7 separate regions of the Mus musculus genome follow, and regions 1, 3, 4, 5, 6 and 7 are each linked to region 2. Evidence: chromatin contacts called from public promoter capture Hi-C and targeted proximity ligation data. All regions are on one chromosome and are shown on one strand. The core of a region is the stretch at or near the end of the contact, and the rest is flanking DNA. Distances in the headings are between cores, read along the strand shown.

Evidence for each region. Promoter capture Hi-C pulls out the DNA fragments that hold promoters and counts their contacts.
Region 1: a promoter capture Hi-C map of liver shows a contact between it and region 2, with 2.7 times the contacts expected there. A contact is called at or near these places in 6 of 39 promoter capture datasets (the C10 cell line, the HPC-7 cell line, embryonic stem cells and 2 more), 2 of 484 Hi-C or Micro-C datasets (B cells and CD4 T cells) and 1 of 130 datasets of targeted methods (pancreatic cancer cells).
Region 3: a targeted proximity ligation map of pancreatic cancer cells shows a contact between it and region 2. A contact is called at or near these places in 5 of 39 promoter capture datasets (the 3T3-L1 cell line, the C10 cell line, embryonic stem cells and 2 more), 7 of 130 datasets of targeted methods (bone marrow-derived macrophages, embryonic forebrain, embryonic limb bud and 3 more) and 1 of 9 other capture datasets (embryonic stem cells).
Region 4: a promoter capture Hi-C map of the 3T3-L1 cell line shows a contact between it and region 2, with 2.5 times the contacts expected there. A contact is called at or near these places in 10 of 39 promoter capture datasets (the 3T3-L1 cell line, 3T3-L1-derived adipocytes, the C10 cell line and 5 more), 4 of 130 datasets of targeted methods (bone marrow-derived macrophages and embryonic stem cells) and 2 of 9 other capture datasets (embryonic stem cells and pancreatic islet).
Region 5: a promoter capture Hi-C map of liver shows a contact between it and region 2, with 4 times the contacts expected there. A contact is called at or near these places in 19 of 39 promoter capture datasets (the 3T3-L1 cell line, 3T3-L1-derived adipocytes, the C10 cell line and 14 more), 1 of 484 Hi-C or Micro-C datasets (muscle stem cells), 7 of 130 datasets of targeted methods (bone marrow-derived macrophages, craniofacial prominence, differentiating embryonic stem cells and 4 more) and 1 of 9 other capture datasets (embryonic stem cells).
Region 6: a promoter capture Hi-C map of neutrophils shows a contact between it and region 2, with 3 times the contacts expected there. A contact is called at or near these places in 9 of 39 promoter capture datasets (the C10 cell line, the HPC-7 cell line, embryonic stem cells and 3 more), 4 of 484 Hi-C or Micro-C datasets (B cells, CD4 T cells and embryonic stem cells), 3 of 130 datasets of targeted methods (double positive thymocytes, extraembryonic endoderm stem cells and large pre-B cells) and 1 of 9 other capture datasets (liver).
Region 7: a promoter capture Hi-C map of pre-B cells shows a contact between it and region 2, with 9 times the contacts expected there. A contact is called at or near these places in 25 of 39 promoter capture datasets (the 3T3-L1 cell line, 3T3-L1-derived adipocytes, the C10 cell line and 15 more), 25 of 484 Hi-C or Micro-C datasets (the 4T1 cell line, B cells, CD4 T cells and 17 more), 23 of 130 datasets of targeted methods (DN3 thymocytes, the SCID.adh cell line, astrocytes and 16 more) and 4 of 9 other capture datasets (adipose tissue, embryonic stem cells, liver and 1 more).

What each region holds. Positions count from the first base shown.
Region 1 is chr15:59,664,235-59,667,091 of GRCm38.p6, forward strand. No RefSeq gene overlaps it. Among named protein-coding and RNA genes, the nearest start is that of Trib1, 17 kb to the left of the region's middle.
Region 2 is chr15:58,887,900-58,890,697 of GRCm38.p6, forward strand. Rnf139 (ring finger protein 139) reads left to right here and starts at 1,330. Exons shown (of 2, transcript NM_175226.4): 1 at 1,330-1,595. The coding sequence starts at 1,415. It also overlaps a transcript of Tatdn1 not described here.
Region 3 is chr15:58,255,716-58,258,415 of GRCm38.p6, forward strand. No RefSeq gene overlaps it. Among named protein-coding and RNA genes, the nearest start is that of Gm36193, 11 kb to the left of the region's middle.
Region 4 is chr15:58,275,629-58,278,328 of GRCm38.p6, forward strand. No RefSeq gene overlaps it. Among named protein-coding and RNA genes, the nearest start is that of Gm36193, 31 kb to the left of the region's middle.
Region 5 is chr15:58,091,900-58,094,599 of GRCm38.p6, forward strand. Atad2 (ATPase family, AAA domain containing 2) reads right to left here. Exons shown (of 28, transcript NM_027435.2): 28 at 2,148-2,700. Among named protein-coding and RNA genes, the nearest start is that of Zhx1, 17 kb to the left of the region's middle.
Region 6 is chr15:59,647,398-59,650,097 of GRCm38.p6, forward strand. Trib1 (tribbles pseudokinase 1) reads left to right here and starts at 1,257. Exons shown (of 3, transcript NM_144549.4): 1 at 1,257-2,125. The coding sequence starts at 1,766.
Region 7 is chr15:58,213,498-58,216,437 of GRCm38.p6, forward strand. Fbxo32 (F-box protein 32) reads right to left here and starts at 1,395. Exons shown (of 9, transcript NM_026346.3): 1 at 999-1,395. The coding sequence starts at 1,114.

The DNA of each region.
Region 1 (2,857 bases), core at 122-2,621, 780 kb after region 2:
GTTCAATCCGTGTTGCTTATCAGTAGCAGATCACTAAAGCCCAGTGTTCAGTCTACCAAAACTACCCAGTGATAATGTGTCCATGTCAAGTCCATGCTCGGGATGCTGAGGCAGGGGGATCTCTTGAGCTTTGAATCCAGGTGTTCCTGACTTTTTTCTTTTTTCTTTTCTTTTCTTTTTCTTTTTCTTTTTTTTTTCTTTTTTTTTTTTTTTTTCTTTTTTTGGCAGGGTCTCTAGCCCAGGTTGAACTCAAAATCCCAAATAACAAAATAACCCTACTGGTTCCCAGTGTTGACACAACAGGTTTAGGTGGTGGCAGGGGCAAGCCAGGTGGCAGGGCTTCGTGTGTGCTGGGTAAGCATTCTATCATCAGAGATAGCCCCAGATCCTTCTTTTTTGAGATCTGTTCTTGACATGTAGCTGTAGCTGTCCATGAACTTGGGACAATCCTGCTGCATTAGCCTCTTAAGTGCTGGGATCACGTGTGTACCACTAGGCCTTGCTTAAACCCCAGAGTTTGAGAGTGGCTTGGGGTACATGGCTAGGACCCTTTTTTGTTTTTTAAGTAAAGAAGTAAAATTAAAAATAAAAGGCCAGGAGGGAGGGAGGGAGGGAGGAAGGAAGGAAGGAAGGAAGGAAGGAAGGAAGGAAGGAAGGAAGGAAAAAGTGATGGGAAGGAAGGACATTTGGGGGTGGGGTGGGGCCCTTGTCGGGAGGCAGAGCCTGTTCATCAGGGCTGGGTGAGTCTTGAGCCTCTGCATTTTCAGCTAGCTCCTGGGTGAGGCTGCTGCTGCTGCTAGCCTGAGAACCTCCAGCACCCAGGGAAGAGTCAAAGTGTGAAACACAGGCTGTGCCTCAATGGAGAGAAGTTAATTCTTGAAACTCAGACTATTTGTGACAGAGCAGGTGAGGTAGCACACAAGGAGGGACTGCTGTAACCACAGCCACCTGAGCAGGGTTGATGGCCTTCTCCAGGGCGGTCATCATCTTCATCCTACAGATGGGATCGAAGACCTGCATGCTATCCATATGCGATGGTGCGTGTTTGTAATCCCAGTATCCATGAGGCTAAAGCAGGAGGATTTCTGTGACTTGGAGATGAGAGTGGAGTTCAAGGCCACTCTCTGGGAACAACAGAAAAAAGAAAAGGATTTGGATGCTAAGTTACATAGGTAGGCTGGGGCAGGGGTGTAGTTTTCCAAGACTGGCATCTTCCTGTGTTCCACAAGGCAGCCGCAGGAGCCTGAGGAGGAAGCAAGCCACCTCCCTTGTCTGGACCTGGCTTTCCTATTTGCACAGTGGGAGGCCCGGGCACACATGACCTCCAGGCTCCTTCCCCAGCCTTCTGCTGGAACAGTTTGAGCAGTCCCTGCTGGCTCAGCATGCCCTTGGCTTCGTCCCCACACTGCTTCCTGAAGTGGTGCTGACGTCCCAGAGGCAGACATATCCTTTTCATCCCGTCAAGCCAGAAACTAGCAGAGTTATTGGACAGGCTATTTGTGGGCAGAGCCTTGGAGGGGTGGCCATAGTAAAATCCAGCTCTTGGGCCAGGCAGAACATTCCTCCACACCCCAGAGGCAAGCTTTTCAGCAGCTCTGCAGGTAGAGGCAGCCGGCTTGCGTCAGCTCCAAGCCATGCGGGATCTTATTTCACTGGGAGTCCAGTCTGGGAGCCTTAACCTCACTAGGCCTGAGAGTTGGAGGACATCCAATTGACCTGAGAAAGGTGGCATTCTGAGTCGGGTTCCCAGGTACCTCAGGGCACACACAGCAGAGGTTAGAACCTGCCAGGGTGTCTGAAGAGAAAGTGCCTGGAGCTGGAATTTCTGGGCTAAAATTCCAGGTCTGACTCTCCTAGTCAGCCTGACAGGGAAAAAAATCTCCCTATGCCTCAGTCTCCATATCTGGAAAGACGTGGCTTTTGCTAACAATTGTGTTAGTAGGATAGTGAGAGGACTTTAAAAGAACACCTGGAACAAGCCATTCCCTATATCAGATCTACCTCAGCAACTTGTACTTTTATAATCCCAACTCCCAGTGGCTGGAATAGTATTTAGGACTCACCAAATACACATGAATATTTGCATAATGATTGGTTTAGAAGACCCTACAGGTATGATTCTCTCAAATTGTACTTCTCCCTGCTACCTTCTTTAGATATTGTCTTACTTGGTAGACCAGGCTGACCTCAAACTCACAATCTTTTCTCAGCCTCTCAGGGTTCTGGGGTCACAGCTATGCGCCACTGTACTAAGATTTGTTTCCATCATCTTGACACAAATCAGAGTTTCCTGGGAAGTGGGAGCCTGGATTATGGAATTGCTCCCATCTGGTTGGCCTGTGGGCCCGTCTCTGGAACATTTTCTTGATTGATGATTGGTGTGGGAGGGTCCTCTGTGGCCATTGCCATCCTCAGGAAGGTGGTCTCGTGTTGTGTAAGGAAACAAGCTAATCAGCCATGGTGCATGGAATGCATGCTGTACCGCTAGCCAGCCTATTTGATTTCTGTACCACTGAGCTACGCCTACAGCCAGCCGTTCTGATTTCTATACCATCGAAAGCTAGGAGAAGTGAAGAGAATACCCTTGAACGTCTAATCTCCTTGCCTCCACCCCCTCAGGGCTGGAACTGAAGGTTTGTGTCACCATGTCTAACTTAAGCCATACTGGGGGATGGAACCCAGGGCCTCAGGCACGCTCGACATCAGAGCTGTATCCCAAACGCTGTTTTGCATGATTTAAAAAGCTATGTTTAGTGAGGTCTCTTTTCTATAAAGCGGACTCCTTTCCAGGGTGCGGATGGATGTGATTTGACAGATTCAGCCAGCAAGCCCCACCACACTCCTGCTTTCTTCCTCC
Region 2 (2,798 bases), core at 80-2,579:
TTTGGTAAAAGAAAACCGGGGCCTACAGTGCCTCGTATACAGATGGAAGAGGGGAAAGTGAGCAAACAAAGCCCAAACCACAAAACTGGGTGGAGGTGCCATCTTCCTGCTCCAAACACCTTCCCCCAAAAGGGTTCTGTTAAAGTCTGATAATTTTATTTACAGACCTCCTCCCTGTGCGGGTGTGGGGTGGAGTGGGAAGGGAGGTCCAACTTCTAGAGTCCTGCTGTAAACTGGCTTGTGCGCTTTGAGCTAGGAGCCCAAGTCAACCAGGCTTCCTGGTTTGCGATTTTGTGTTCCTTAAACCAAAACAGCTAAGTCTACAGTTCAGCCTCTGACCTTACTCTCTTCCTTTGCTGGAGAAGGAACAGAGAAACAACAGCCAGGTCATACCAATTCCACTGATAGGCAAGAAAGAGCGGCGAAAGAATGCGCTCAACTCTGATTAAGGATTTATCCAGGACAAGGATAAATCAAAGACCTCAGAGAGTTCTGGGTTCTTGCTCGTAAGTCAGGCTCCGAAGCCATTAATAAAATGTGCATGACCGTCCACGGGGACAGGGAGGGAGATGTGTAAACAGATGCGAGTGTGTTTTTCTTGGCAACACCTAACAACTCAAGGCCAGTGCCAAGTCTGGCTGGGATCGCCCTGTGCAGCCTCGCAGGTTATTTCCCCTGCCATTCCTCAGGCCTGGCCTCTGGGTGGGGAGAGGCAGGTAGGCAGGGCGGCGTCCTCCAGCTTTTCATCTCCCAAGCAGGACGAGGCGAGTTCAAGGGACACTCACTGGGCTCTACTAGACATTTAACACTGTCGGTGCGCAGTAGCCCAGCATCCCACGCTCGGGGCACGCCAACACCGAGGGGCAGCCACTCACAGGCGCTCGGGCGCTGGGACGCGGCGGGCCGGCGACGCGAGCGCCACCCCGCGGCGAGGCGAGGCGAGGCTAGGCGAGCCGAAGCGGGCGGGGACCATGGCAACGCTCGAGGCTCGCCGGGCCCCGCGTGCTGACGCTGCGCGGCGCGCCGGATTGTGACGCAGGGCCGCGGCGCCGGCTCCGCGTTCTCGAGTGACCGCGGGCGCCGCCTCGGGGGCCTCGCAACGGCAGCAACGGCCGAGGCAGGCGGGGTCAAGATGGTGGCTCCGCTGGCGGGGGAGGCGCTGGAGGGAGGAGGAGCCAGACCCTAGCCGGCCGGAAACACCGACGCCCCGAGGCCTCCCGGCAGCCGCTGCCGCCGCCCCCTGCTCCACCGAGGGACGCGAGCGGGCGGCGGGGCGGGCCGGGCCGGGACACAGGACAGGAGGCGGCCGGGGGCGGAGCCACTTTCGTCGGCGCCCGCCCCGGCCGCGGCCCCGGGCCTCCCCCGCGCCGCCCTGCCTGGCCCGGCCCGCCCAGCCCCGGTGTGGCAGCGGCTCATGGCGGCGGTGGGGCCCCCGCAGCAGCAGGTGCGGATGGCCCAGCAGCAGGTCTGGGCGGCGCTCGAAGTGGCGCTCCGGGTGCCCTGCCTCTACATCATCGACGCCATCTTCAACTCCTACTACGATTCCAGCCAAAGCCGGTTCTGCATCGGGCTTCAGATCTTTCTCCGGCTCCTTGGTAAGGACGGCGTAGGGCTAGCCCGCTGGCCGAGGCGTGCCCTCTCCCAGGCCGACGGGAACGGCAGGGCACTGGTGGCACGCGGCTTGGGGAACCACGGTCTGGTTCCCCAGAGGGCCTTTTGGCGGGGGTGCGGGGACCCGTGGTACTCGTGCCAGCGTTGACAGCTGAGTGGTGCTGGCGGGTCTGTGCCCTGCTCGGTTGGCACCTGGATGGGCGAGGAGAAAGCACGGCTGTGTGAGCATGCGGCTGTCTGTCTGCTGTTTCTCTTGGGGAATGACTGCTGGCTTCCAGCGTCCTATGCGACAGCCCTGGAAAAACAGCTCTCCGGGTCTCGCCGTGTGTGACCTTGGACTTGAGCCAGAGCTTGAGCCCCCTGTCTACCCATTTCACAGTGCAGAATACGTTGTCACTTCTGTGTCTTGGAGTCCACCGGATCGTGAAGTACTTGAGGTAAATGGCCACTCAAGCCATGAATGTCAGTCCTTGAAACCATTTCCAAAAGTCACCGCGAGGAAGGTTATACTTACAACGAACCCCTAAACTCTTTCTATGAGTAAATAATAAGGTGTTGGATGTGACTATGAAAGCTTACCATCCCAGGGTGATGAGACATCTGTGGGAGACTAGAAAGATCAGTCTTCATTTCATATGGATTGAGTGCTAAAAGTATTTTATATTTCACTTTCTATTTCTCTCTGTGCTACATACCAGAAGTGAGAAACACATAAAGAGATCTTTTCCAGATAATTACAGCTTGGCAGGTTTTGTTGATGAGATCATTACGATGAGTTTTTAGGTGGGTTCTTGCTATTGAAAGGTTGGGGGTGCGGGTACCTGGTAGTGAGGTCCTGACCAAGACCTTGAGAAGTGCGAGCGCCTCTGCTGCCTTATTCTCCCAGAAAAGGAGCGTCAATAAAGAAGCAGTTTTGTTCTTGGCAGTAACTCTTCTACATTTGTCTGCTAGAAAGCATTCTCACAGGTTTTACCTAATCCGTCGGTCACTCCTCAAAGGTGGATCGTGTTATTTAGACTTTACAGGTGAGGAAATGAGGTTGGAGAAGTTAGGTGTTTGGTTTCTGGTGCACAGCTGGTGTTTGCCAGAGCGTTAGAAAGGCTTCTGGTGTTCAGGGATGGTTCCCTTTTGTTCTTCCTCAGTGTGCGGAGATGCAGTACCCAGCGCTGTGACCCCGCAGTGCTCAC
Region 3 (2,700 bases), core at 131-2,630, 630 kb before region 2:
TGCATGTGTGCTTGTGTGCACTCCTCTCTGGAGTGCAATAAATTCTGCAGGCTGAGCCACCTTTCTTAGCCCTCGGAGTCTCTTGGGATTTTTTGTTTGGTTGCTTGCTCTTCCTGCCCAGAGCTGAAGTGCTGTCTGAACTTTCATTTTGCTCCGGTTCCATCCTTTTTGCCTAGGGAGATAGAAAACCGTGTCTTCGTTATCAGCGCACCCCTCAAAGGGTGCCTTCTAATTGTTGAGTTGGATGGCACACAGCCAGCACACAATGCATTCTGTAGTGATTCAGAGTCCCAGAAAGAAAACACCCAGTCCTCTACCGCACACCTGTCTGTGGTTGGTTTGCCAGAGGGCTGTGAGGTGCCCCACTCTCCCAGGGAATATCTAGAGTTTAGATCAAACATCTTAACTACAAAGGAGGCAGAGTGGGAAATATGTTCCTTGTCTGAAGAGTTAACACCCTGTTCCCGGTTCTATACAGTGCACAGGGAGGCCAAAGAGTATATCGTCGATCAAGTTTGGCTTCTGCTACCAGCCTGGTGCAGCCTCTATTACTCTACAATCCTCTAGAGACTGTGTTCAGAGCTTTGCTTTAAAGCCAGGTGAACTCTGAAAGCACAGGAAAGCACACCTAGGAAAACCTGCAGGGCAGTGCTCTGTACAGCACAACAGAAACTTTCAAAACTTCCTATTTAGAGGGACTCAGGGTTTGGGGAGATGGTCCAGTCAGTAAGCTGCATGCGCATACATCAGGGATCAGATCTTTAGTAAAGAGCCAGGCACAGCAGCGTGCTGCTGTATTCCTGTCCCCAGGAGGGCCCCTGGAGGTTGCTGGCTAGCTAGTCTTGCCAAATTGGTGAGCTCTAGATTTAGTGAGAGATCTGTCTCAACCAATAAGGTGAAGAGAAGAGAGGAAAATACCTGAATGTTATGATGTTAACCCCTGAATTCTACACATGTGCAAATACACATGTCTGCACCAGAACCTGCACATGTGCGTATACACACCACACACACACACACACACACACACACACACACACACACACACACACACAAACGGGGTAGGGGAAGGGAGCAGGAGAGACTACTTTTCCCCAAATTCCTCTTTCAATATTTAACTACCTCCTTATGTCACCCCTGGCCTCCCTACTCCCATGGCAGCTTCTCAAGGGATGGAGACAAATCATCTTTGGGCTTCTCCCCTGCTCAGAAAGTAGGGGGAGCTAATTAGTGTAAATCCGCTCTTTCTCCCCTTACATCTAGAACCTTAGTGAACAGGAAGTACGTATTACTCATAGGTCGAAAATTAAGTGTGCTCCATGCTTAGAATTCCTGGGTGACCTCAGTCTAGGAATCCTTCAGGGTAACGTGCGGTGGCCAGTGGTGTGTTGGAACCAGTTTAAACCAGTCCACGGAGTGTAGCTCTTCCAAGCCTTGCTCTCAGGGATTGGGGTAGTAACGTGAACCCTGCTGTCCCAGGAGTATTTACACCACGGTAATCAGTAAACACTATATGCCAGGGCTCCCAAGCATAGACTTGTTGAGCATTTACCAGGGCAGCAGACATTGACACATGGCTTGTGTACGAGACCTCAGAGGAGCACATACCTGGCTTTCTGTCCCACATTTATATAGAGTATTCTACAGGAGACACCAAGTCTAGGTGGCTGGAAGAGTTACTCTCTGGTCCTCGTGCTTATTCCAGTTTAGCTTTGTCTCTTTTTCTTTCTTCATCTCACTACTGCTTATATTTTCTAGTACTGCCTTTTTCTGGTTGATTCTAGATCAAACCTGAAGCTAGTTATGGGTCATGTTTTGTTGTTGCTGTTGTTTGGGTATTTTGTTTGTTTGTTTGTTTTGTTTTTGTCCTTGCATGTTAGTGGTTCTCCACAGTGGCTATGAGCTAAAATCATCTTGCTTGAGCTGCACCCTAAAGGAGAATCAGAAGAGACCAGGTTCTACCATGCCTCTCTCAGCTACATCAGGTTGACTTGAATTCTTATTCTTCCATTAGTGGAAGGCTCAGGCTCCTTCTTGCTTACATTTTGAGGTTACTTCTCCTCCTGAAATCTTGTATCTGATATACTGGTCTGATGTAGGAATCAGTGTGCCATTTGGGGAGGCTTCTAGTCTCATAAAGCCAACCATATACTCCTTCCCCCTCAGGAAGCTCTTCCCGAGGCTTCAGACTAGGTTAGATTTGTCTGTTGCATTCTCTTAAAAAAAACCACCTTTGGGGCTAGAGAGGCTAAGAGCGCTTGCTGTTTTTCCAGAGGACCCAAGTTCCATTCCTAGCACCCATGTCAGGTGGCTGACAAGCGCCAGGAAAGCTGGCTGTAGAGCAGAGGTTCTCAACCTGTGCGTTGTGACCTCTTTGGAGCTGCATATCAGATGTTCTACGAATCTTATATTTACATTACTATTCATGACAATAGCAGAATCACAGTTACAAAGTTGCAAGAAAACAATTTTAAGACTGTGGGTCAGCACAACATGAGGGTATTAAAGGGTCTCAAGTAAAGAGCCATGAGGAAGGTTGAGAACCACTAAACATATGCACGTACTCACACACACACACACACACACACACACACACACACACACACACACACAAGAATTAAGTAATTCTTGCCACAGTGAATGGTCCCACAGTCATGCCTATAAAGGCAGCACTGATTGGACCTGGAAATTATTAATAAT
Region 4 (2,700 bases), core at 138-2,637, 610 kb before region 2:
CTTGACCTTCCCCTCACATCCTACCCAATGTCATGTTGTCTTTTCACCTGTCTGTCATTTGTCTGTCTGTCTGTCCACCTGTTCATCCATCCATCTATCTATCCATCCATGTGTTCATCCATCCATCCATCCATCCATCCATCCATCCATCCATCTATCTATCTATCTATCTATCTATCTATCTATCTATCTATCTATCTATCTATCTATCTAAACACCTAAGTCAAGTCAGTGTTGCCTACACGTGTGTGCTGTAGGGCTGACTACTGTATAAGATGGGCAACCCATCAAGGGACCCACTTCTGAAGAAAATGTTCTCTCTCTCAGTATCTGTCAACTTTTATAATTTATCAATGAGGAGTGAGGCCCCATGAGTCCCCTAAATCTATGCTGGACTACTGAGTACCCTGATTTTGTACAGGTCTTGTGGGGAACAACACAGTTGCTGTGAGTTCACATGTGCCATCTGTCAAGTTTTGCAGTAATTCTCTCTAACCTCTGGCTCTTACAATTTTTCTGCCTTGTCTTCTGAGATATTCCCCAAGGCTTGGGGTGAGTATGATGTAGATGTCTAATTTTAGGATAAATAAGTTCACAGTGACTTATTCTCTGTACTTTGATCATTTGTGGTTTACTGTATTAACTCCACCCACTACAAAAAGAAGCTTCGTTGGTGAGGGGTAAGATCTGAACTAATATATGTATCTAAGGATAAGGATCTAGAAGGAACCTAGATTCTATAACAGTTTAGTAATGTTATAGTACTAGGTTTTCCTCTGAGTTCTGTGACCACAGGTTATTGGTCAGATTTCCAATACCATGCACGAGTTCCCCTTGTTTAGTGAGCCTTAAGTCCAGTGAGATAGCTCTTGGTTACTCTCTAAGACATTGGTGCCCCTATTGCACCTACGGACTAGCCAATATACTATTGTAGAGTTTATTGGGTTCTTATCTGAGTAAGACAGCTAGTATTTTTCCCCTCCTCACAGCCTGACTAGCACTTTTTAGCACTCTGAGATCTGTGAAGGAGGCTCCTAGTTCAAACCTACCTACATCTCTCCAAGTCCTATGATGAAAGTATATGGTGTCAACAATAGGATATTATCTTCAAGGTCTAGTGGGAAATGCTCCTCCCAGAAACTACAGACTATGAAGTAGTCCTAGTTCCTTCAAGTTGATAGGTTGGGGCCAGGGACATCATTTTGTTTTAATTGACTGTTATGTGCCTTGAACCTTGTTAAGTACTTTGTGCGACTTTTCTTGTCTCATCCTCAAGCATGGAGGAGGTAGACACTACTTTTATTCCTGCTGTGTGGATGAGAGGATGGAGGGTAACAGAGCTGAGAACCTTGGCTGAAGTCTGTTGGTGATGGAATGGGGTTGGTAGCTGGAGCTGGCTGGTGTCAGCCTGTGCTGGGAAGTGGCCGAGCCTATGGATTCTCTGCAAAGTCCCCTTCTTTGGTGAAGATTGCACAAGAATGTGGTTCCCAGGAATTTTGCATCTTATCAGTCATCCTATGACAAGACAGGCTTATTAGGGCACATCAAATACCCAGTTTCCCCAAGGGCTTTCGTATCTTCATGGACATTAGAAACATGAATTTTAAAAGTACATTAAAAAACTAAGTTTTGGGGGTTGGTCTAGTTTTAAAGCTCAAGCTAGAGAAATACTTATATTTGAGTTGAAGATGATGTTCATTATATTGAATATGAAGTTGGTTACTGTCTATATATACTTCCCTCCTTGACCAGCTTGGGACCCAAGGTCTGCTATGTCACCTACTTGGCAACCCTGCCCTCCCCTACTCCATATTCAATGGACCAAATTCCAACTTTTTTACTTATTTTATTCATTTTTTGTAGTATATGTATGCATGTGAATGTGTGTGTGTGTGTGTGTGTGTGTGTGTGTGTGTGTGTGTGTGTGTGATTTTTATGTGCATGTGTCTAGGCCAGAGGTAGATAGCAAGTGTCTTTCTCTATTATATGTCTACCTTACTTTTTAAGACAATGAACCTTGAGCTCACCATTTTAGGTAGGCCACCCAGCTGGCAAGTCCCAGTTATCTTTCTGTGTCTGCCTCCCCCTATCTAGGGCTGGGGTTATAGGCATATGCTGCCATGCCTGTCTCATATGTGGGTGCTGGATATCTGAGTGAATCCTCCACTTTACCCACTTAAACTTTTTGTTTTGATTTTTGTTTTTTGAGACAAGGTCTCTCTGTATAGCCTTGGCTATCCTGGAACTCTATCTGTGAACTAGGCTGGCCATGAACTCATAGAGATCTGCCTGCCTCTGCCTCCCAAGAGCTGAGATTAAAGGTATGCACCACCCCACCTGGCCTGAGGATCATAACTTCTAAGAAGACAGTGATGGATAAATTTAAGTGTCAACCTGACTGATGTAAGGGATTTCACATAGTTCTTAAAGATGGTTTCGGAGTGTGTCTAGGATTGTGTTTCTTGAAAACTATCTATTCATTTCTCCATTTAGTCATTTGTCACTTGTCTTCTGTATATATTCTGTCTTTCTCTTACTGGTTCTGTGTGACAAGGAGCATGGAAGAGCCAGGCATAGGGTCTGTGAAGCCACAGCACAGCATGGCTTCTTACCCTTTTGTCTGGGTTTGGGGGCAGGTGGGATGGAGAGAGGGAGAAAGGGAGACCAGCTTTGTGTGTGGGATCTGACATCTTTAAGTGA
Region 5 (2,700 bases), core at 197-2,696, 800 kb before region 2:
CAAAAAACAAAAAAACAAAAACAAAACAAACAAAAAAAGAACTAGGACCTGAGCCAGCTAGTGGCTGCTCCATACACCTGAAGTTTCAACATGAGGCGCAGATGGGAGGATTGGAGTGAACTGCAATAAATGTAGTATCAATAGAGAGAACTCCATGGGCTGGGTGAGCAAGAGGCACGGACGGAGGGTAGGGGAGAAAGGAGAAATGTCTCAGTAGCTAAGAGCCCGTGCTGCTCTTGCAGAGGACCCAGGCTCAGTTCCTGGCACCCACGCTCACAGCTGTCAGTTCATCCAGCTACAGGGGATCCAACCACCTCTGCTGGCCTTCAAGGGCATAGTATGCAATTGCTGTACAAGACACGTGCAGGCAAAACATCTATACACACGAAATAAAAAACAATAACATTTAAGAGAGGAAGAGAAGAAAAATGAAGAGGAGGAAAAAGAGAATGAGAAAGAATGAGGGGGAGGGGAAGGAGGAGGAGCAGCAGCAGAGCAGGTTACACACAGGATATCACCAACCCCTTTGGTAATATCAGCTTGCAGCAGGGAATTTGAAACCCATTCCGCCCCCATTTCAATAATGATACTTTTCTTCCTAAAAGTCAACAACAAAATCAAAATCATCTTCTGGGGGACTGGGGACCAGGCAGCTCAGAGCACCTGCTGCTCACTCTATAATGAGGTTTAGAGTTTAGATCCCAGCACCCACACTGGTTAGCTCATAAACACCTCCAAGGGTGTGCTCTCTGGGGACACTCAAATATCTCCCCTCTCTCTGTATATATATAAAATCTCCTCTCATACACATACTAAAACAAACTTCTAACTTTTAAAAAAAGATGTTCTCCTTTCTCTTGGTTTGTAATTTGTAGCACTCCTATCCCAAAGTGGGCTATTCTCCTTAAGATAAACCAATTAAAAACACATTTAATCTCCTTTCTCATCTTTTTTATTTTGTTATTCTTTGCCGCTGCCCCCTCCCCCTCCCCCTCCCCCCTCTTGCTCCAGCCCATAGGTTCTTTGTTTCTCATTACAGATGGTTGTGAGCCACCATATGGTTGCTGAGATTTGAACTCATGACCTCCAGAAGAACAGTCAGTGCTCTTAACTGCTGAGCCATCTCACCAGCCCTCCTTCCTCATCTTACAGTCAGTCTCTGGACACTTCCCATCCCGAGATCCACATTAAGATGGGTTTAAATGATTCTCCCTTCGTTATCATCACTTCCAATCAAAACTCCTCCAGCATTCTGCTAATATGATTTGGTTTTAGCACAGGCCTCCTCCAGTCAACAATATTGATTGAATTAACCAACAATTATTGTGTGCTTTTTTTCATAGCCTTCAGTGACTGTGTTCTTTTGGAGGAAACATTTAGGACTGTTATAATGCTCCCGGATAAGGGCAAGGTACAGCTAGAAAGTAAATAGAAACTGCAGCTTCTGAGCATATGACAGATACAAAGTTATTGATGACTGGGCCTGTGGAAATGCGCCCATGGAGAAGATACTTCCTACCATTCTACTCTGACAAGGCTTCAAGGTAGAGGATCTGTGCATCCACCAAGTCTATTTATTACAGATGGAATTACTATTCCTGGGTGAGCTACTGAGATATAGCAAGAGGACACAGAGAGAGGTTAGGGTGTTTGCAGTTTCAGTAATGACTTCCTGCCCTCCCTCTTCTAGGACTAGGTGTAGTGGCTAGAAACCCCACACAGTGCTCACCACTGGTACTGACTGCTCCATGGCAACACAGATACAGTAATTAACATCACATAACAACACAGATACAGTAATTAACATCAGACATGGTAACACAGATACAGTAATTAACATCAGACATGACCCTGGGTTAAAACTTAAAGACAGGAACTGAAACTGGGTTAGTTGTATTTTGGAATTGTGTTTTATCTTGAAAATGTAAAATGTTGTAACAAAATAAGAGAATATATTTGCATATGCACACAGACACACACATGAACGCATACACACATGTACACATACAACCCCAGTAATCTAGTTTGATTCCCTAGATTCACATCATATAAGCATGGAAGCAAAGAAAGACGTCACAGAGCTGTCCTCTGCTCCCACACAAAAGTTATGGCACGTATGAACTCACACAAGAACTAGAAACGAGTAACAGTTTTCAACTTCAACATTTATTATACAAAATGTACAATAAAAGGACACATCTGAAATAAGTTATAATAAACTTCAATGAAAACTATTAAGCATAATCCTTTGTTTATTTGCTTTTGTGAGACAGAGTCTCAAGTAGCCAGGCTGGCTTCAAACTTACTATGTAGCTAAGACCTTGAACTCCTGATCTTCCCGTCTCTGCCTCAAGGGCGGAGATCCCAGATCCATACACACTAGACCTATACAATATTATCTCTATCAATATGAACATGTTCAATGTTATCAGTGTTTGGCATTTTTAATAGGTATATAGGACAGCATCTACTAATGAAGGCATCCAAATTACTGAACTTCAGAAATATTTTAAATAGCTACATAAGAAAAGGCAGCTCAACTTTAAACTATACTAAAATCTAAACTCTTGAGTTAGGCATGTGCTTAAGTGTACACTGGGCCCTAGGTCTGATCCTTACCACCATCACTACATCCCCAACAAACTCCATACATAGCCTCTTAAACTCTAGTAGCCATTCTCAAACAAGCTTTCCAACACA
Region 6 (2,700 bases), core at 7-2,506, 760 kb after region 2:
TCAGCCAGTTTCAAGAGCACACAACTCAAACTATATGAAAGTATACATGCGACCTTGTCCGCGTGCAGATGGTATCCCTGGCAGTGAATAGAATGACCCGTACCCCAGTATCCAATACTCCTGGCCGCACTGGCGCCCTAGACCCTCGGGCGCGCATTGCAGGCGGGAGGGGACAGGAATCTGGCGCCAGCCACGTGGGCCCCTTCCGCCAGTTCCCCACATCCTTTGTTTCCCACCGGCCGGAGCTCAGGAAGCTCTTTCGGCGAGTCACCGCGAAGGGGCGGCCCAGGAGCTTGGAGAGGCTATTTCCGTGCAATCCGGGCGGGCGGCAGGCGCGGGAGGGGCGTGGAGGTGGAGGCAGAGCAGAAGGCCCAGTGTTTGCTTTTATTTCATCCAACAGAAGGTTCTATTTGTGGAAGCGAACAGACGCTGGGGATTAGAGTTGGGAGGGGGCAGGAAAAGAGGGGAAGAAAAAAAAAGCCACATTCACTACCACGCACAGGTCTTCCCCGGAACTACCGCGTGGGGGTGAATGACTGATAATGGAATTCATCACCTTTCCTCTCGCCCCTTCCTCCGGCTGCAGCCGCGACTCGACGGCGCCCACAGCTCCACCGGGAGCTCCCCAAAGTGCAGAACGGCGGGGAGGGGGGGACCCACTAGGATAAAGGCGTGACCACTGGGTCTCAGCCAGCTGCCGGTGCGCAGCCAGGAGGTGCGCGCGCGGCCGCCGGGAGCTCGGTGCTCCATTGTGTTGTGTGAATGATGCGCGCGCACCAATCAGCGGTCGTTTCGCCCCTGCTGCCCCGCCCCTCCCGCCCACTTCCCCGGGAACCTGACGTCACGGGAGCTTTGCCTCCGCCCCCTCCCTGGGCTACGGGCCCGCGGGCCTGCGGTGGGGCGCGCGCAGCCTGCTGCCCAGCCCAACCCGGGGGGCGTGTGCGCGCGCCCAAGGCGTCCCAGGACGTTCCCACCTGCGCCTCGGCGCGCGCGGTCAGGAGCATCCCCAGGCCTCCAGCCACCCCTTACAGTTCCAGCCTCCAACTCCACCTCCCCTCCCCCCTAGTCTCCTCCCTCCGCTCCGGTGACTGCAAGCCGGGCGACGGGGCCGGAGTCGTCGCAGCCACCTCATTGCACAACCCGGCTTCCCAACTGTTTACACAGCCCGGGCTGTGAGTGTGTGTGTGTATACAGCGTGAGTCACCGGGAGGCGGAGGAGGTGGAGGAAAAGGAGAAGGAGTGCACTGGCCGGGATCAGTGCGGCACACACACTCATAGTCGGTCACTCTCTCTCTCTCTCCTGGAGCGCGTCTCGCTCGCTCACACGCCTGGAGCCCAGGAGCGCGCAGGATTCCGAGCGGCGCGGAAAAGTTGTACCGGCTTTTACGCCAGACTAATTGCTTTGGGAAGTGCGTTTGCTCGGAGAAGCCGAGGAGCCTGTGGAATCCTGTCCTCGAGGCTCAACACCCGGGAACTCGGGCCGTCTCCACGTCCCGGACTATCCACAGCCTCGGCAACAATAGCGGCGGCCACCGCCAACGAGGCGCCCAGACCTGGTGCCTGTGGGGGTCTGGAGACCTTAGCCGGCCTCCCACCCTTGGACGCGTGGCCAACGTGGTTCTGGTGGACAACGCCAGCGTCCTGGAACGGCTCCTCTTGGGGACCGATCCAAGCTCTATCTGCAAACTCCATCCCGCCGACTGGAAGAAGTCACAGCGCAGATCCAGGGATTTACAAAGCCGGGGCCGCTCCGGCCAGGGCCGCGATGCGGGTCGGTCCCGTGCGTTTTGCCCTGAGCGGCGCCTCGCAGCCCCGCGGTCCGGGTCTACTGTTTCCGGCTGCCCGGGGAACCCCGGCCAAACGCCTGCTGGACACGGACGACGCGGGGGCAGTGGCGGCCAAGTGTCCGCGCCTCTCTGAGTGCTCGAGTCCCCCCGACTACCTCAGTCCCCCTGGCTCGCCCTGCAGCCCTCAGCCTCCGCCCTCCACGCAGGGGACCGGCGGCAGCTGTGTGAGCTCACCCGGGCCCAGCCGAATCGCCGACTACCTGCTGCTACCCCTAGCTGAGCGCGAGCATGTGTCCCGGGCACTGTGCATCCACACCGGCCGCGAGCTGCGCTGCAAGGTAAGCATCCTGGGGCGGAGGTTGCGGGTCTGGATCGTCCACAGAAGTGCCTAGGTTCCGGCCCACCGGGATCACAGTCCCGCCAGCGCTTGGGTTTGGCAGAGCAGATAAGGGCGTTTAGTTGGATAAGGAGGGTATTTTGGTCAGCTTCGTGTTTTTGGAGGTTGAGTGCTTTCCTGTGGAGTGTTTTTTGGTGAGGGTTAGGCGGTCTAGAGGAAGTGCAGGGTTCAGTTCTTTTATCTCTGTTCTTTTCTTTGGCGCTCTGTATTGCTAGCGCGTGGCGTTCCATTTAAGTTTGGAATTGCAATGGGTTCCAGGGCCATGCCATTGCCCTGCTCTCATCCCCCTCCTCCCCCTGTCCTGGAAGGACGCCCTGCAGTGTGTGCCTCCTCGGGACTTGGAGCAACTGGCAAGCTCTTTGCGCGAGGCTCGCGGCATGGGTTCTGTATAGACCAAGTCGGGCTTCTTTTTACCTAGGGGTTTCTGGGCTTGAACTCCTGTTGGGACCAGCATACAGCCCACCCCAGGAAGTGTTGGGATGGGGTGGTCTTAAGCGTGGGAAGGCTTCTGGCCAG
Region 7 (2,940 bases), core at 145-2,644, 670 kb before region 2:
GTGTGTGTGTGTGTGTGTGTGTGTGTGTGTGTTAATCAAAGGACAGTGGGAGGAGAGAGCACCGAAAGGTGACTTCAACTGCACCAGCGCCTCCAAACAAACTTCTGTCGGTTCCTCAGGTGTCTCAGGGAGTCAGCTGTCCAGGCTGGGGATTGATTCTTGACCTGATACTCTATGAGTGGGCACTTGTTCTGACCTCAGATTTCACTAGACAGCGGAGCTCAGGTGAAACTTCAAGTCTGGGTGGTCTTTCTGCAGCGGGCAGGCACCACTAAGGATGGGAGTGTGCTCACGGTATAAAGACCGAAAGGGCCACGGAGGAAACAGGTGCAAGTGTCTGGTCCTTCCTGAAGCAGAGCACTGTTCTTGCATTTCTTCCCTGCCTCCCTCCGCAGCCCCTAAGCGTTACCACAACGACCCACTCCGCAAGCTGTCCCGGGGCCCATCGGCTGCCCCTCCCAGTCACTTTTTTTTTTTCTCGGCCCACTCAGCCGTCGACTGCGCGTGGGAAGAGCCTTCAAGCACTCATGGCAGGGCCCGTCATCCGGCTTGTGACTACTACCGCTCTTGTACTCTTGGGGTCCTGTCATAGGACAGTGAAAGGCAAACAGCCAAGTCGCTAGCACCCACTTAAAACAGTGACTGCAATTGCGGGATCTAAAGGAAGAGTCCATGAGTTGTGCGCCTGTGTTCAAGTGTTTAGGGACATAATCCCCTATTGCCAGATTGAGGGATCCTGGGTTCTGTATGGGATCTTTTCTGCTGGGAGACACTGTCCTTGATCAGGAGGAGACACTAAATTACCCATCTCTCGGGTTCTGGCGACCTTTACCGAAATCCCGGCACCTCACTCCTGTCCCTTCAGTCGGAAGCCCCCTCTTTATTCTGGCCCAGACCTGCTTGCCCTCCTTCACCTGCCCCTGAGGTGTGCACTTCCCCCTCGTCCCCGACCAGCTAAAATCAGTTTTGTGGGGCTGGAAGTCGGCGAATGTCCTCACCTGCTGAGGTCGCTCACGAAGCTGCCGCTTTTCTCATCCAAGAAGCGCTTCCAGCCGTCCGCCGTCTTCACCCAGCTCTGGCCCGGGGACCGCCAGTCCTGCCCAAGGAACGGCATGGTACAGAGCGCGGACGCGACCGACGGACGGGACGGATTGACAGCCAGGAACCGGCCTGGCTTGCCCAGGGTATGCGGCGCGTTGGGAAGATGCTGGGGAACGACGCAGGCGGCGACCGGGACAAGAGTGGGTCAACTAGTGTGGAGGGCTGCGGATCCTGGGTGGGCGCGGGGATCCTTGCACTCACAGGGGCGCAGGCGTTGGGGAAGGTCGCCTCCTGACTCTGGGAATGCTGAGCGGCTGCCCGAGCGCAGTATTTATCCCGGGCCGCTGCCCCGTCTCTTTGTTGCCGGAAGAGCCGCCTGCTCTTAGCCCGCCCCCCCCCCCCCGCGCCCCGAGGCCACGTGGCTTTGTTTATAGGCTCGCCTTGTTTTCCGAGGCGCCCGCGGCTCTCGCTCTGCTCGCAGTTGCACAACCTTGCGTCCGTGGAAACTTGAAGCCGCATGGCCAGGCCAGATGTCCCGCTGACCCTCGGTGCCCTGGCACCTCTGCACCTCCCCTACTCCCCCATCAGGCGTAGCTGTCGCCACCAAGATCCTGGTCTTGCACTCGGCACTAGGTCCCCTCTACGGGTCCCGGACAAGCAGGGTGTAGCAAGGAAGCCTAGAGAGTTGGGAACTGTCAGTCCCAGAGGGTCTGGAAGCTGCGGGACCGATCTTTGCAGGCAGATCAGCCTTGGGGGAGGCCAGAACGTCTGGGGACGGGTAGGGGTGCATTCTTTGAACCTCTCTTACTGCCAGTACCGACTCCAGGCGCCAGGGTGTGCTAAGTGAAAGAGGGGACCCAGTGCGGTAGGGGCGGGGAGGGACTACCCCCACTCCTTCCGCCTTAAAGCTGTCATTTGATGCGTTTGCTGTCAAGCTCGACTACCCCAGTGGCAAAGGAAGGGGAAAGAAGAGGCCCCCGCAGCGTCCGGACCCCATGGCGTTGAAGTGAAGAGCTGAGACAGTCTTGGGTCCCACTCTGAGGGACTCTGGGCAAGCAGCGCTGGCGTCGAGGCGCCTGGCTCAGAACAAAGCCTCCAGGGTCGTGGAGTCAGGAAGGAGTCTCAGGCTACACTCGCTGCTCCAGTGCCCCAGGGTTGGGCTTTTTTGGCTGTGGAACCACAGGAACCCTTCTTTCTCTTCCTTTACGCAGAGTTCAATTCCTGGTGTTCTCTGATTTCTAGCTATAAAGTCCTCCTGGGTTTCACGGCCGCTTCAGAAAGGGAAGAGAGTCTGTTAAGAGCTTATCTCTCCTAACACGAGGGGGTGGCCAGTCTGTTTTTCAGGTGAAAGGCTGTGGGGTCCTCAGAGAGGGTTAAGTCCGTGATTACCTAGGGTCTTATGCTACTTCTCAACTCAGAGCGATCCTCCCTGTTATGCAGAACATAACTCCCTTTTAGTCTAGAGACATCTCAGCCCAGTGCCTTACCACCAGGCACAGAATTGGCCATTCATAACCATCCCATCTTCCTCCATCCTCTGAGAGAGTGTGCATTTGTGTGCCCGCGGTGGGCAGAGGTCAATGTCAGGTGTCTTCCTTGCTCACGTTTGTCCCTATTTATCTTTGGGTCAGACTCACTGAGCCTGGAGCTCTCTATTGTCTGTACTGGCAGGCCGATGAACCTCTGATTCTTTGGATTTTGTCTCCCAGCACCAGGATAAAGATATAGGTGCTTTAATGGGTTGGTTTGTTTGTTTGTTTGCATGGGTGCTGGGGGTCTGAGCTCAGGTCCTCAAGACTGTTCATCAAGCACTGTGTCCATGGAGACACTGTTAATCGTGATTTGCACGGGGAGGGGGTGGGCAATTCTACCACGTTGAGGCAAATTTGAAGCAAGCTT